2 separate regions of the Mus musculus genome follow, and region 2 is linked to region 1. The links are chromatin contacts, called in public HiChIP or PLAC-seq maps. All regions are on one chromosome and are shown on one strand. The core of a region is the stretch at or near the end of the contact, and the rest is flanking DNA. Distances in the headings are between cores, read along the strand shown.

Region 1 (7,362 bases), core at 1,972-4,471:
GAGAGGTCTGGGTTGGGCTCTGTGGGCTCTGCCTTTTATTTTGTTTTGTTTTGTTTTGTTTTTCTGAACTACCCATGGTTCCCCTCACTATCACCACCAACCAAGCCCTATCTACTCCCCAAGGGGAGATGTGGATGGGCTTGGTCATGGTGTGCTTCTTGGAGGCTCTTTGCTTCCCTGTGAATTTCTACAAGACCCTGTACTGTTTCACTTGCTGTCTGCCCTCTCTCTGTACCCTGCTCCGTGCAGTGATGGCATCAGAACTCCCACACTACATCTGGCAGTGTGAGGAGTTAAATGCCTCATCCCTGGGCTTCGTGGACAGAATAACAGTTTTCCAGATCTGCTACCAAAGAGCTCTAGAGCAGAGGCTGCTGGGAGAAATGGACAGGAAGGCGGGCACAATGGACGTGCCATCAGAGGCTCGGAGCCTCCTTTCCCCAGTGCAGCCGGCCTCGCTTTCCCCTTCTGTCTTTAGAATGAGTCTCTTAGGCGTGCTTTTTGGAGATGGCATTGAGCTGCTCGTTGCGTGACCATATGGTCTCATTATCCCGTACAAAACCTGGGTTGGAGCATTAGCAACTGGCAGGGGTCCGGAGTAATTAAACTAGGTTATTGATCCAGGGGCATGGAGCCCTTGGGCACACTCCAACCTTTGACACCTGCTCTTACCCCCTCTGCCTTCTCCACTATTCCAATAGTCCTCCAGACACACTTGCTACGTGGGGCTTGGTGTTTGAGGTCCATGCTTGCCAGAGTTGGATGTGGTTTTTATGTCCCTTCCCCCTTTGTGGAAGACATATTGGGGTCAGACAGAAGCAGGGGCTGTCGTGGTCTGGGAGTGAAAATAGACTTGGCTCTGTTGTGCTGAGTGAGAAACCTTGGGCCTGGCTTTCTATGAGGCAGAAGATTAAAAACAAGATCTTCCCACTTCAGTGAACATCACAAACACCCAGTAAGACACTGTGAAGCCCTTAGCAAAACGCGGAGTTAATGTGTTAAGAGACCTGAGATGGAGGGGGAGGCTGGGGAAGGGCAGGGGCTTGGAATCGGAGGGACCTGGGTCCCTCTGTCCCTGCAGGCTGTGACACGTGAGCTATGAACTTCTCATTCTTAGCTTCTCTTTGTGCATCTGTGTGCTGAGGGATAAAAACTAATGGGGCCAGTTCCTAAGACCCAGTAATGACAAGAGCGTCTATGAGTTTCAAATTCTTATTAGGTCTGTGGGCTGAGCTCTTTTCCTCTTGAAGCCTCTGGGGAGTGAAGGAGAATCTTCAGTGCTGTGTGGCTTTGTAGGATTTTTTTGTCTTCTTTTGCTTTGTATCGTATCTCTACAAGAGGGGGACTTCCAGTGGGCATTGTCTCTCGCCATGCTCTGAAGCCCGGCCTGTCCCCTGGCTGTGGGTACTTACAGGGAATTATGGTAGAAGTGGCCTGTGGGTTTGGCTGAGTTTCCTCCCGTCTGTTCACTCCCACAGCAAGCACATTAGGTGCAGGTTGCATGTGTCCAAACCAATCTGGGCTTCTGACTACTTACATAGGCATGGTAAGGTGTCGTGTGTGTGTGTGTGTGTGTGTGTGATGCACACATGTAAAAGCACAGAGCTGAAGAAGCTTGCAGTCATTTTAGTGCACCTGTAGTGTATCTGTGACCAGCTAGAGTTCAGAAATGGAACTTTCTGCTTGTGGCCTCATGGTGGTTCTCAAAACCCTTTTGGCTTTTGGGCCATCTCAGGTCTCCAGAGTTTGTATTACAGATGCTCAACCTGTATATCTGATCCCTATCCTTGGCAGGGCTGATACTTGCTGTCTCAATAAACCCATAAGTTGAATAGTGTAACTCCTTCAACACAGCCCACAGACAGCATTGCATTGCCCATTGTACAGATGAGAAACTGAGACTTAGTCTGGGGGTTGGGGGAAGGAACCAGAATGAATGTTTAGCTCTGGTCTGGGCTTGAGGCTAAGTCCAGGGGAAGAAACTAAACCATAAAAGGGGACACCCATTGTCCTGGAACTCTTTTGTCCAGGGTCTGTAGAGAATGCTTGGAGCCCGTTTTCCCTCTCCCACTGAGGAGGAGGAGTAGGAGAGGGAGGAAGGAGAAGGGGGCGAGAATGTCTCTAACTTTGGGATTCTTGCAGTGTGACTTGTTTAAGAGCACTGCCTACTTTGTGACCAGGAGGAAATCTCATCCTATGGCTGCCCTGCTTCTCTGGCAGACTATTCCTTTGGTCTCAGATCACTGCCATATATCTGACACGGTTCAGGTTTATTGCATGTAAAGTGATGAGAGGGTTTTTTAAAGATAGGAGGTTTGTGCCCTCTCACATCATTGATGGGTAAAAAGGAGCAGGTTTTTAGGATCTTTGGGTCTCTGCTGGAATGGTAACGATATGGGCCTCCATTTTTGAACAGCGTATGTGTTTTCTAAGGACCCGTTTGTTTTCCTCTGTCACTGAACCTTGATATGCTCCAAAATTTCTCAATCATATGGTTTCTGGAGAGGGAGATGCTGGGAAGGGGTTGACTTGCTTCCTCTGAAGAGTCAGCTTTCAAGGATATGGCTGGGGTGAACAGAGGCAGAGCCAAAAGCAGGCTGAGAAGCCTGGGGTTCTGGCAGGGTTCATATTCCTAGGATCAAAGCTCAGAGCTCTTGATTGATGCTGATCCTCTCATAGGTGGCCCCAGCAGCCTTGGTTCCAGAGGATGTGTGGCTTCCTATCCTACACTTTGAGTGGCTGCATAGAAGATGCCCCTGGGCAGTCTGGGGAATGTAGGAGACCTTGTGTTTGAAGGGGGATTATCAAGGGAACACTCATGGAGTCTGTTGTCTTGGGAGGGTTCCACCATGGCCTCTCTTCCTGTGAGTGTCCTGGGTAGTGGGCCAGTAGAGTTGTGGGCAGCTAGGGAAGGCTGCAGTGAGGACTTCCAGGGCTGGAGGTTGCTAGGCAGTGAGGAGGTTTCCCAGGGAGATTGTGGATAGAAACACCATCTGCTAAAGATGATTTAGTTCCGGAAGAGGCAAGGGAAAGAACGGAATGGTCCTTGCTGTCCCACTCAATCTTACACTGCACATTCGTGCTGAGTATTCTGGCCAAACTTCAGCTAGGCAGATCTGAGGGTCCTGTAAATAAATGGTCTAGGTGTTCCAGCCCTAGCCTTCTCTTGGCTGTCCTGGTGGCATGTGCTGAAAGCTCCTGTGTTGAGCAAGGGCGATAGATATATGACTAATCACTTAGGCTTTATCGAAACACCAACAGTTGCAAAATGCCTCCACCTCTACACAGGGAAGGGTGAACAATGAGAAAAATGACTTCAATACAAGAAACACATTCTGTGGAGGGTGAATCCAAAAATCAGGGAGGGAACAGTGGGGATCAGGATGTCATGTACAGACTGGCTGAAACAAATCAGCTAGACTAGCTCTGCCCCATGCTACCATCCACATGGGAACCTTAGGAGTCAGTAGGCTGCTGGTGGCCCCGTGCCAGTGAAGTCCCTGGCTTTGACTGCGGGGAGAGCAGTTCTGAGTGCCTGGTTTCTGGATCTGGAAACACACTCAGCCCTCTAGGACAGAGGATGTTGGGCAGATATTTTGAGATGTGGTGTCTTTTTAGGAGATGGTCAGTCACCCGGTACTTCCCTACCTAGACTCCTAGCTAAACGTCATACTGAACATCTGCATCTAGTGTCCAATTGGTGTCACAAGAAGATGCATTATCTATGCAGCTGAGGAATCAAAGGGCATCTTTGCAGAGAATAAAGAAAGCAAAGACGACAGGAGGTGCCATTTTGCACGGACATCATTACCATCCCAAGGTCCAAAGGCACAAGGACAGAAAACCATGCTTCTGGTATTTTATGAGAACAGGATAAGAAGGAGGGACCATAAGGTGAAAACTTTGGTTGTTGTTCAGAACTTAACACCAAATTAGTGCGTGTCATGTTCAGTATAGCTTCTCATTGCTCAAACAGAATCCAGAGTATCGAGGGACCACACCAATGTTGATAGACCACAGACCAAGGAGGGGAAAAGAGGCAAGTGCGTGCTAGGCTGGCAAGATTGTGTTGATTTAATCTAAACCCCTCTAGAAAGTGCATCCTGAGATGGAGTGCTCCCCACTTCCAAATTATTCTGTTTTCAGGCTTTCCCTGTGTGCTTGCAAAACATACTGAACAAATCATCCGGGCCTCAGAAAAGTCTTCATGGCATTAGTTCTCTGAGACCACAGCCTTCTGAGGGCAGAGACAGAGCCACTTACTGCCCGCTATTGTGAGGGACCTTAACCCCCTCTCCCCCCCCTCCATCAGCTTCTGCGGTGCTCAGAGATCTCAGGGCCTGTGACCTCCTTGAAAGCCCTCAGGCTGGCTTATTGGCACAGCTGGCGGTCTTGTCACATGACCTGAGTCTCTGGTGAGAGAATAGGAGAGACCGTGAGGAAATGAGGGAGGAACACTCAAGGCTGATGAAGGGCTTTATACAGGAAGTCATAGTCCTGAAGGACCCGAGGCTGAGGACTGTGGGAGCAGGGGCAGCTGGCACATCGCTGGACTTTCCTTGGGCTAAGGAGAGCCATGGATCTGCAGGATCAGGCAGGGCTCCTCATCTCCTAAGGCCTTTCATCCTGGTGCCATGGTGTCTCTTGTCGTCAACTGCAGATCTGCAGGTGTTCTTCCCCTTCCCCCACCAGGAAGTCCCAGTCCACTCAAGAAGAGCAGGTGACATCGTTAGCATGCTTGAGAGACTGGCATTGCCAGCGAGTGGGGGTTGCTGGCAGAGTGAGAACCAGATGCTTGCTTGGTGGCTTACTGCTCACTCTCCAGGCGCTGGGCCCCATGTTCAGGACAGACTCTGTGCTTTTGTCCATCCCTTCCTCTTCCAGCAGGACCAGAAGAGGGACATGTGTTTACCATGTTGCTCTCAACAGATCATGTCAGGGGAAGAACACTCCTTAAGAAGGAAATCTCCTAAGAGAAGTGTCAGCCCGGAGCAGCCACTTCATAGTGTAATTTATTCAACATCTAAGACCTTTGGTTTCTCAGCCTCCAGGTAGGGAGAGGAGGAGTATCTGCAGGAGGGAGCAGGTGGAGAGTTCAATGATCTTCAGTGGCAGGTACTGAGGACCTGTGCTTCTTCAAGAAATGTCTTGGGGAAGCATCCCCACAGGTTGCTGGAGACATGGGATGCTGGTGGGGCCACCAAGGCAGCAAACAACCTCCAAGTATTAAGTTGCTTCCTATGTAGCTTTCTTCTTCGTGGCACTGGGTCATCATTCTATAGACCCTATTCTAAGCTGCCCCCCAACCTGATGAACTGAGGACCTGCGGCATCCGTTCAGAAGTCAGGAGCATGTCTGAGAAGTTTCAACAAGGACACCCAGGATGCTTCATCTGTCACTTGGGCAGTAGTCTCAAGGATCCATAAGTTGGTGGCCTCTCAGTTCAGCTTTGCAAGGGTAACAATAGCTATGATGTCTAACAGTAAACCCTACCAGTTACAGATACTGTTTGTACATTATTCTAATGCTCCTGATGACTGTCCACCACTGATATTTGCCTATTTTCTCTTTGATAAGGAGACAGGATTATATAACTCTGGGACCTTGCCCAAGGCCACCTGACTAGGAGCCCATAGAACTAGACCGATTTGACTCTAGGATATACTATTGTAAGCCGTGAAGCCAGTTTCTTTGCAGAGTGAGTGACAGTGGCCATGCTCAACAGATTCCCAGAAGATGGGGGTGGGGAGAATTGCCTGGCACAGTGGCCCCTAGCTGGCATGAGGTACCCTTTCTGGCTGCAGTTCTAAGATTTGGGGATGGGATGAACATCCTTGTCAGTAGACTGACCCCCTAGACCAGCATGCTGGCATGCTTGGCTGGCACCCTCTGCAGTCTTCCTCCAGTGTTCATGGCCTCTTGATGGAGTGACAACTGTGATTCAGCGCTGGCACCCGTGGCAGCAGAGACGTAGTGAAATGGGAGAAAGGATTGTAATTATCTCTTAACACATCTCCACATTGCTCTGCTGTCAGGGCGGTTTTGTTTTCTGATTTATTTTGATCTGCTTAGAAATTAGTTGCTGCAGTGCACTGAGTATGTAATCCATGTCCCGTGAACTCGCAGCCATCAGCTCAACGAAAGCCCAGCAACACATGGCTTTCTTTTCTTGCCTTTCCTTGGTTTCTGTGAGGCTGTGTGTGTCTGTTGACTGTCTTTCTGTCTTTCTGCCATGACTCCTCGTCGTACCTAATGATCTTGTCCGCCAACCTTTCTGGAGGGCTCGTTCCCATAGTGAGCTTACCACCTGAATTGTGTTGCTCTGCTTGTCCTCCTTCACATTCTCAGCCTTCTCTGGTCCTCTCTTGCTGCCTCTGCAGACACCCCTTCTTGCTGTCCACCCCACAGGCAGCTCCCCCACTCTGTTCTGGCATGCCAAGTTTTCCTGGGGAGGTGAGAGCAAACATCTCATCATCCCAGATGGGCACCAGCAACAGGCGAAGTCTGATTCCACCAAGGCTAGCTTGGTGAGAAGAGTGAGCTTATGGGGCTTTCTTGCAAATCACAGGTGACGGGTTAGCTCTGGTGACTCCCAAATAGTACATCACGGCAGAGTCCCAGCCCATCGAGATGAAGACCTCATGGAAGTTGAATTATAGCATCCTGCTTTCAATTAACCTTCAACCTCTGAATTACACTAGCGTCTCTCCAGACCACTTGCCGCTGCTTGAGTGGGTAAAGGCTGGAATTTTAAGTGCATGTCTTGAGACTTTTCCATCTTCCATCTACCAGGGAGTGTCTGTAGTTCCCACTATTACTATAGACCTGGATATAATTGTATTTTTCTCCTCTAGTTGCCATGACTACTAGGACAAAATCCAAGATGGCATCTTATTATGCCCAGAGGAAAAAGTACCACACAGCACAGCCCCACACAGCCCTGGTTTTCACCAAGGATGTGCTGCCACCTCTGTCTGTATTAATGAGAAGCCATGTTCCATGGAGCAGCATGGGGCTGACTCTGACAGCCTCGGCACTGCTGTATCCTGGGATAACTCTCTGAGAAGGTGGCAGTCTCTGACTGTGTTTATTGCTTTTCTAATGATCAGGCCAAGATGAGAAGGAAGCCCACTTGCTGCAGGGAAGTCTCGGTGTAGAGAAGAGAAGTGACCCTGTAGGTGGAGGGGCCCAGTGTTTCCAGAGGTGGCATTTATCACAAACCTTCCTTTGAGGGGTTCACCCCCAATGGATGCTTAGCCAAGCAGAATCTTAGGAGCCAAAGGAAGCTACAGATGGCTACATTCTCAGAGTGGAAACTCAGGCCTGAAGATTTCCATTGAACCATGATTTTCCCTGCCTGTT
Region 2 (7,362 bases), core at 3,059-5,558, 100 kb before region 1:
GCGAGTGGTTTGGTGGAAAGCGTGCGTTTCCTGGCATTTCTCTTTCTTTCCTCAATTTGCTTAATGATCATTTCTTGCTAATGGTGCTTTAAGGAGTCTGGAGAGGCCCCAAATTGCAGAGGAAAGTGCTAACAGGAAGAGAAGTGCTGACCTGGCTCTGTGCCCCAGGGCAGGTCTCTTAACCTCCCGAGCCTCAGTTTCCACGTGTTACTTAGGGCTAATTACACCTACTTAACTACAGGCTTCTGCGAGGAGCATTATCTCATTAGAGATAATGTTCTTAAAAGTGCTTTGAAATTTTGTGTAGCATTTTTCAAGTGCTAAGCATTGTCATATTTATAATCGACTGCTACTAATTCCGCACCAGAGGTGGTGAAGAAAGAAGAGGCTGTTGTTACCGCCGTGGCTCTGCCACAGCTGGGTACTAGGATGTGTTTGGATGGATGGACCACACAGGGAAAGGCCATGAGTCAGCCTTGGAAGAACTCGTGGTCAGATAGGGAGACAAGCAGTAGAAAAGGAGCCATGAATAGGTCTTTGAGAGGCTGTGGATCTTTCTTTGCCTGTCGTCAGGAAAGGCTGTCCTGGAAAAGAGACACTTGAACGTAGCTGCCACTAATAGGAGAAGAATTAACTTGGGACTATCATTAATCAAATGAATATTTATTGGATAACAAACAGTGTGTGCCAGGAGATATGGAAATACATTTTATTTGGGGAATCAAATACTTCCAAAGAGAAGGTAAACATGGCTACAGTATTTCTTCTTGGCTACAGAGCACGGAAGGGCTAGGTGCCGTGGGAGCCAGAGGGGCACCTTGTTTGGGCCTGCGATTCCATGGGAAAGGTTCAGAAAGCAGGATGTTCTACCAGAAGAGCCCCCTAGGCGTTTACTGGTACCTATCCTTTGTTCACAGCCTAGTCCTAGTGGGCTTGCTTTCCATAGTCAGTCGTTCCTGTCCACACGCTTAGGGGAAGCATGAAGAAAGCAACTTTGCAGCCTCCACACTGTGCCCTTTGTGGGTCTGAGGCTTTGTAGGGATCTGGCTGTGAATTTTAGTGATCCTGACTCACTCAGGGTACATGCCTCAGGGTTTGTGACATGAGCCATGGCCAAGTGTTGGGGAAGAGGAGCAAGGGAAAGGACTGGCAGGTGGGAGTGTGGAGAGTCTGTGTACATCCTGAGATGGTTTAGGAAAGGGGGTACTACTCTCTATGGGATCACTGGGTCTTCCTGTTATCACAGGTCGGTTCTACCGAAGACTCAGCTCTATCCTAGCTCTGTCCTTGTTCCCTACCCTTGATCTGTAAAGCACAAGGCTCCAGGGTGAGGACAACAGTGGGAAATGACAATATCCAGCGTGGCTTCGTGACTGTGCCTGGAGTGCCATGGCCTGCTTCTTTAGTGTTTAGAGACTTCAAAAGGATCCAACTAACGTGGGGGAGCCAAGCTGACCAGAGAGGAGGGGTTGGAGACAGAACACTGCCCCACTGCAGGAGAGGAGAGGAAAGTGGATGTAAATCCTATCCCATGTGCTGTCGTCCTGCCCTGCGTGCCGTCCTGCCCTGTGAGCCAGGCCAGGTACCAGAGAGCCAGCTCGCCTGCTCCTGTGTGACCTCAATACAATGGAAGGATTATTGACAACAGCTTTAAGCAGCAGAATGCCAATTCCAGCAAAGCAGGCTCTTGGCTTGATTTGGCACTGGACATTACCAAAACACTCATTTACTAAATACTTCCCAAGGGCATGTCAAACCATTTTATAGCATGAAACAGGTTATTCTCCACCAACTTAGACCGAACGGTGGTCAGAAGGGAGAATCTCAGATGTCACTGGAGAAATGGGGATGGGAGGCAGAAGAGAAAGTGTGTGTCCTAGGATAAGAATGTGTAATAGGCACTGAGAGGAAGTACCCCGACACAGTTAAAGGAGATCACTTCCTGCCATTTCCAACTTCACATGGGCTGAGCTTTGGTAATTAAATAGGCAGAAGGTTTCCTTCCAGGTGAATCATTTAGAAGAGTTACTCCCTAGTGGGTGCTTTTCGTGTTCTTTATCACTGATCATGGAATCGGCACCACGAGTGTGCAAAACAGCACTGGAAAACAGCCTGCCTGGGTCCATCTGGGAAGAATCGGGAACGATGCCAAGGATGGGGAATTCATGCAACTTCTGGGGCTGTGTTATTGTTTGTATGCTTACATGCATGTACAGACAATTATGCCCAGACAGGCTGACAGATACACATGCTTGCACACATATCTTTATAATACACATGGACTCCTGCAAATAAGGAAGCCATTGAAAGGTCATGTATGAGGGCAGAGAAAGGCCCACATGCATGGATCTGCAGCAAATCTGCACAAATCTTTGTGACCCGAGCCTGGCAGGTCATCATGGAGGTGTTGCCAGCATATATCATATTACAATACAGCTTTGCAAAGACCTGCCATAAAGACACAGTGATATTAAGAGTCATGCCATACACTAAAAAAAAAAAAATCAGAACTTGTCTTCCAGCCACTGCTCAACAACTGCACATTAACATTTTGTGTATTTTGCTAAGCCCCCCTCCCCCTGCCAGCCCAGGCTCCTGATTCTGAGGAGTACATTATAGTCTTAGGTGCCCTGTGTCACATCTTCTCTTTAGCCCCCAATTACCATTAGTTAGACATATATCAGGTAAAGTATTTGCCAGAAACCTTTCCATTTCTAATTTTGTAATCTTTAATCCCAGTAACAAGTTTGCATCTGAGATGTTTTCAGTCCTCATTCATCAGTGAGGAATCAATACATCAAAGAATCAATTCAGAGGCAAAGTGGCTTCCCTAGGAGGTTGCTAGGACCACACATCTTGGAGTTGGAGGCACCAAGAATTGAACCAAAATTCTGCTATTCAAATCACATGGGGCTTATTCTTCGCAGGGTATGGAGCCTTCTGCTTCCATGTCTACCCCTGATAATGGAGTAAAAAGGGTTTGAGGAATATGTATGTGTGTTTTGGTGTCCGTGACTGCAAGAAGGAGTATGAACAGGGTGAGCTGTGGATCGTACCTCTGTCTTCTGGCCCTGTGCACCACTCAAGGTGGCTTTCTGGGGACCCTTGCTTTGCATCCTGTCTGGATCAGCCTTGTTTTTTTCTTACTCTTCTTCCTCCTCCTTCTACCTATCCTTCCTCTTTTTTGCCTTGTGTTGATACACAGAATCAGAGTCTCTTGGGATTATATGCATTGACTTGGGAAGTGATGTTTAGATTTGGGCAGGTGTGGTTCTTTTGGCTGGAGGTCACTTGAGCAGCAGCAGAAGCCATACAAGGCGACATTTGGAGAAGAAATGTGTGATTCCTTAGACACCTGTTCAGCTTGCTTCGTCTAGGACTTGCACAGTGTGCTCGGATGTCTGAGATTGAGGGAGAAAGGAGAGCTAAACTGCCTGGAGATTTTGTGCCTTATTCTCTCGACCCTGTCGCAGTGCACACTGATGCACATGTTCAGACCAGGGAAGAATCAGGCAGAGTATTCATCTCTCCCAGGCTCACAGCCAAAGGAATGAGAACGACTTGGCAAGATATCATGGGAAATGTCATGGTCCCTTCTGGACTCACTTAAAAAGCCCAAGACCCATTTACTTTTGATTTCAAGACATTTCTATTTATAGTGTTTCGGGAAGCTGGAGTCTAGGAAGATCCTGGCTGTAGGAGTTGTCAGTTGATACAGCGGGTTTCTGCCTTTTCAGGTTTCACAGGGCCATAGCCTTGACCTTAAATGCTCCGTAATGACACATGTTAAAGGCATGGTCCCAGGATGGCCCTTTGGGAAAGTATTGAGACCTATAAGAAATACGGCTCAGTGGGACATCATGTAGTTACTGTGAGTGTGCCCTTGAGGGGGACGGTGAGCCCGAGGCACAGCCCCCTTTTGATGTGTTTCGTTCGTCTATATACTTAACACTATGACATGCTCCTGACCACATCCCAGAGTCATGGGGCTAACACACCATGGGTTGGAACCTCCAAAAATTACGAGCTGAAGTGAACCCTCTGTCTTTTGTATCTTAGTTATCTTCTATGTTTGTTATGGTGACAGAGAACACCGAATGTTAGTTTTCCCAAGTGCTTTATGAACGACTTCGTCAGAATGTTTTATATTAGGACTGTCTTTGAGAAGAGATGGTACCTGGACCATATGGGAGGAGAGTTTCCTTCAGCTTGGGGCAGGGAATGGGGCCTGGCTAGAAGAAAGCCAGTCCTAACTGGAGAGGGCAGTTCTTCTTAGGCGTGTGCCCAGGCTAGTGCAAACCCCAAAGCAGGGCTGCCAAGGAGCCAGAGGCTGCTGAATGGAATGTCAGCAAGCCAGAGGCTCAAGAATGTGGACAGTGGGCAGGGCTTGAAATGAAGTTAGCTTTCTGAGTGAGGGCAAGGCAGCCAGCAGGAAGCAAGATGAGGACCCAGATGTGACCCAGTGACATAAGTAAGAACACAGACTATGTAAGAAGCAGTCAGAGGTCCTGCAAGAAGCCCAGGCCACAGATCGGTCATGTGTTCATGGACTCTGGGGGTGGAGGAGTGGGGGACAGTGTCACAGCCCTCAGAAAGGAGCTGGAAGTTCCCAGCCTGGGAACTTTCCATGTTTGTAAGGAGGGGGTTTGGGTAGAATGGAAGCTTGCAGATTAAGGTAGGGCAAGGTAGGCTGGAGTACTAAGCGGAAGCATCAATTGATCTCTCTCCTTAGAAGACTTAGACAAAGCCAATTTTATTCTCTCTAAAGCTTGATAGGGGGAAAGCTTTGGGGAAAACTCTGGGGTCTGAGTTGGAGTAGATGTTTGTTTAAGTGGTTGGCACAGATCTTTAATCTGGCACTTGTGAGGCAGAGACAGGCAGGCCTCTGTGAATTTGAGGCTAACCTGAGCTACATAGTAAGCTTCAGGCCAGCCAAGGTTCTACACTGTCTGTCTCAACACACACACACACACACACACACACACACACACACACACACACACACACACACACACACACACAACCCCCACTCCCAACAGTGATATCAAGACCTTAAGCTTTCATTTTCTTCTTTTAGGCATAAAGATGGCAATTCTCTTTCCATCTTGTTTCCTGCTCTGTCAATCTCTTAGTATTTGCATAGTGTGCCCTGAAGAGTGGAACACTTGGGTAAACCTCTTGGGAAGACGGTGTGTAAAACTCAGTGGTGACTGTTACCTCTGGGCAGGTGCCAAGGGCCCGAGGTAGCATGCCTTCTTGTATCCTGTATCTTTTCTTTGTGTTGATTGGTTCCTCTGGCTGCCTTCACTATGCCATTTTTTTGGACAGATATGGAGGAGGATTAAAAACTCAAAAGATTTCGAGTTCTCTTAGATCTTGTGCTTCACTCACGGCAAACTCTGCTGGTAGTGTGGGCTTTGCTGCTCATAGCCAGTCTCCTCTGTGGCAGGAAGCAACATTCATGGGTGGCTCAAGCTAAGAAAAATCATAACAATCCAAGTTAGTTTCCTGTTTTACAGGATGAGGAAACTGAGGCTAAGTTATATTTTGTTCAAGTCCAGATAAACCTAAGCCATGTTTACTACAACCTGTGTACTTTGTACACATTCCTGGCTGACCGGCTGGTGGGAGCTAGAAAATGGAGTTTGGGATTTCTGACCACCAGTTTTGTTTTGGTTTTTTTTTTTTTTTGGAAGTGAAAGCTACATTAATCACTCTTTTTTTTCCTTCATTTTTTATTAGATATTTTCTTCATTTACATTTCAAATGTTATCCCCAAGTTCCCCTATTACCCCCCCCACCCCCCGCCCATCTCCCCAACCCACCCACTCCTGCTTCCTGGCCCTGGCATTCCCCTGTATTGGGGCATATGATCTTTGCAAGATCAAGGGCCTTTCCTCCCATCATTCATCGCTTTTGAGACATTTGCACAGGCTTTGAGTAGCAGAACCCCAAAATAGACTTCCCTCTTCCAGGAGCAACTCTGCATAAAAGACTCGCTGGCTTTGGACTCTAGGTTCCTGTCACATCCCTGGCAGTAGCCAGACCAAGGGACCTGGCCGGGAAGCTGGGTATGTCTCAGACGGAGAACAAACACTTGTCATAGAATGAGTCGTATCATTGGGTGGAGAGCCAAGTTTGCAGAATTGGCTTTGTAGTGATGAAGAAGGGAGATTTGCGCTTTGTCTTTGTGAGACAGTAGAGAAGACATCAGGACTCTGTGGGAGAGCTTTAAGCTTATCTCCTTCTAGCCTAAATACATGGCAAGTAAACCCTCTGAAAATAGAGGCGAGTGTCACCAAAACAAAGAAAGCATACATCGTACAAGAAGGCATACTGCCCTCAGGCCCTTGGCACCCACCCAGTCATCAGTGATTTTTTGCCTTGCTGTTGAGGGTATGGGCCAAAGTTTGGACAGAGATGCATTTCAATGGCTTGTTATCTGTCAGCTAGCCTAACATGTGCTGCCCAGGGTTATCACCAAAATGTGAAGGCAGCAGGGATTTGGCAACACATGAGAGACTTACACTGACCCTTCCTGCATAGTCTTGAACCTATCTGAACTCAGTACCCTGTTGCATGTGGAGAAGGACTTAGCCTTTCCTTGCTAACTGTGGTGATGTCTGAAAATAACATCAGCTATATAGCTCCCTAGAGAATCATGTGCCCATGATCTCTGCTAAGACACATATGTTATGGTGGAGTCGCTCATGCTAAACAGCAGACTGCTTATTAAGAGTCTCCTATAATCTTCCACAGTAGTGGTGTTTCCAGTGAGCACAAGATTGTCTAGAATAGACTGTTTCAGCTCTTATCCTCTCTTGGCATTGACTGCTCTTGTATAACCAAGATCTACCTGGGGGCATATCATTAGGAGTAATATGTTTAGCTTCCTGGCTATACCTCTGTAGGGAAGCCATGGACCCTTTTCTTTCTTCCTTGCATGAATGCAGTCACAAGATGTGCTGTGTCAGATGATGTAAATTAAAGGGGCACCCAGAGATACAGAGCAACAACATGGAAGGGACCTGGGACACTGACCATGAATGGAGAGGTTTTGTGTGTGTCTCCTGTGTAAGACCAATCATTTTGGTCTCCATCAGCAGTAGCTCAACTTATGATTTAAGTTATACATAATTTATTAGGAGCTTTTACTTTGGAATAATAAAACAAGATAGCAATTAGATTTAATGGTGAATCCAAGAGACATGGAAAACAGGAAATTGGACTAAAGAAGGGGAGCATCCTTTCTCTAAGAAGCCCTCTTTTTTGGCTTCCATCTCATATGCTGGGCTTGTTTGTGTGCCCCTAGGAAATATAAGTAGAGACTACTGATATGGGTGTCCAGGGGACTTTTGTATT

Evidence for each region. HiChIP or PLAC-seq counts read pairs in DNA pulled down with a chosen protein or histone mark.
Region 2: a CTCF HiChIP or PLAC-seq map of the NIH/3T3 cell line shows a contact between it and region 1, with 9 read pairs. The contact joins two enhancer-like sites. A contact is called at or near these places in 1 of 39 promoter capture datasets (the 3T3-L1 cell line), 1 of 15 datasets of contacts at CTCF or cohesin (the NIH/3T3 cell line), 7 of 484 Hi-C or Micro-C datasets (the 3T3-L1 cell line, the HL-1 cell line, cerebellar granule neurons and 4 more) and 2 of 115 datasets of contacts at active chromatin or transcription factors (VIP interneurons and vascular smooth muscle cells).

The regions. Positions count from the first base shown.
Region 1 is chr6:118,931,825-118,939,186 of GRCm38.p6, reverse strand. The region is part of intron 3 of Cacna1c (calcium channel, voltage-dependent, L type, alpha 1C subunit); the gene reads left to right. Among named protein-coding and RNA genes, the nearest start is that of 4931430N09Rik, 55 kb to the right of the region's middle. Within about 2 kb of position 3,221, at least 35 of the 459 cell types and tissues checked have an H3K27ac peak or open chromatin away from gene starts, as enhancers often do. A contact at or near this core is called in the NIH/3T3 cell line and uterus, where this site is marked.
Region 2 is chr6:119,034,272-119,041,633 of GRCm38.p6, reverse strand. The region is part of intron 3 of Cacna1c (calcium channel, voltage-dependent, L type, alpha 1C subunit); the gene reads left to right. Among named protein-coding and RNA genes, the nearest start is that of Gm50599, 23 kb to the right of the region's middle. Within about 2 kb of position 4,308, at least 61 of the 459 cell types and tissues checked have an H3K27ac peak or open chromatin away from gene starts, as enhancers often do. A contact at or near this core is called in the NIH/3T3 cell line and uterus, where this site is marked.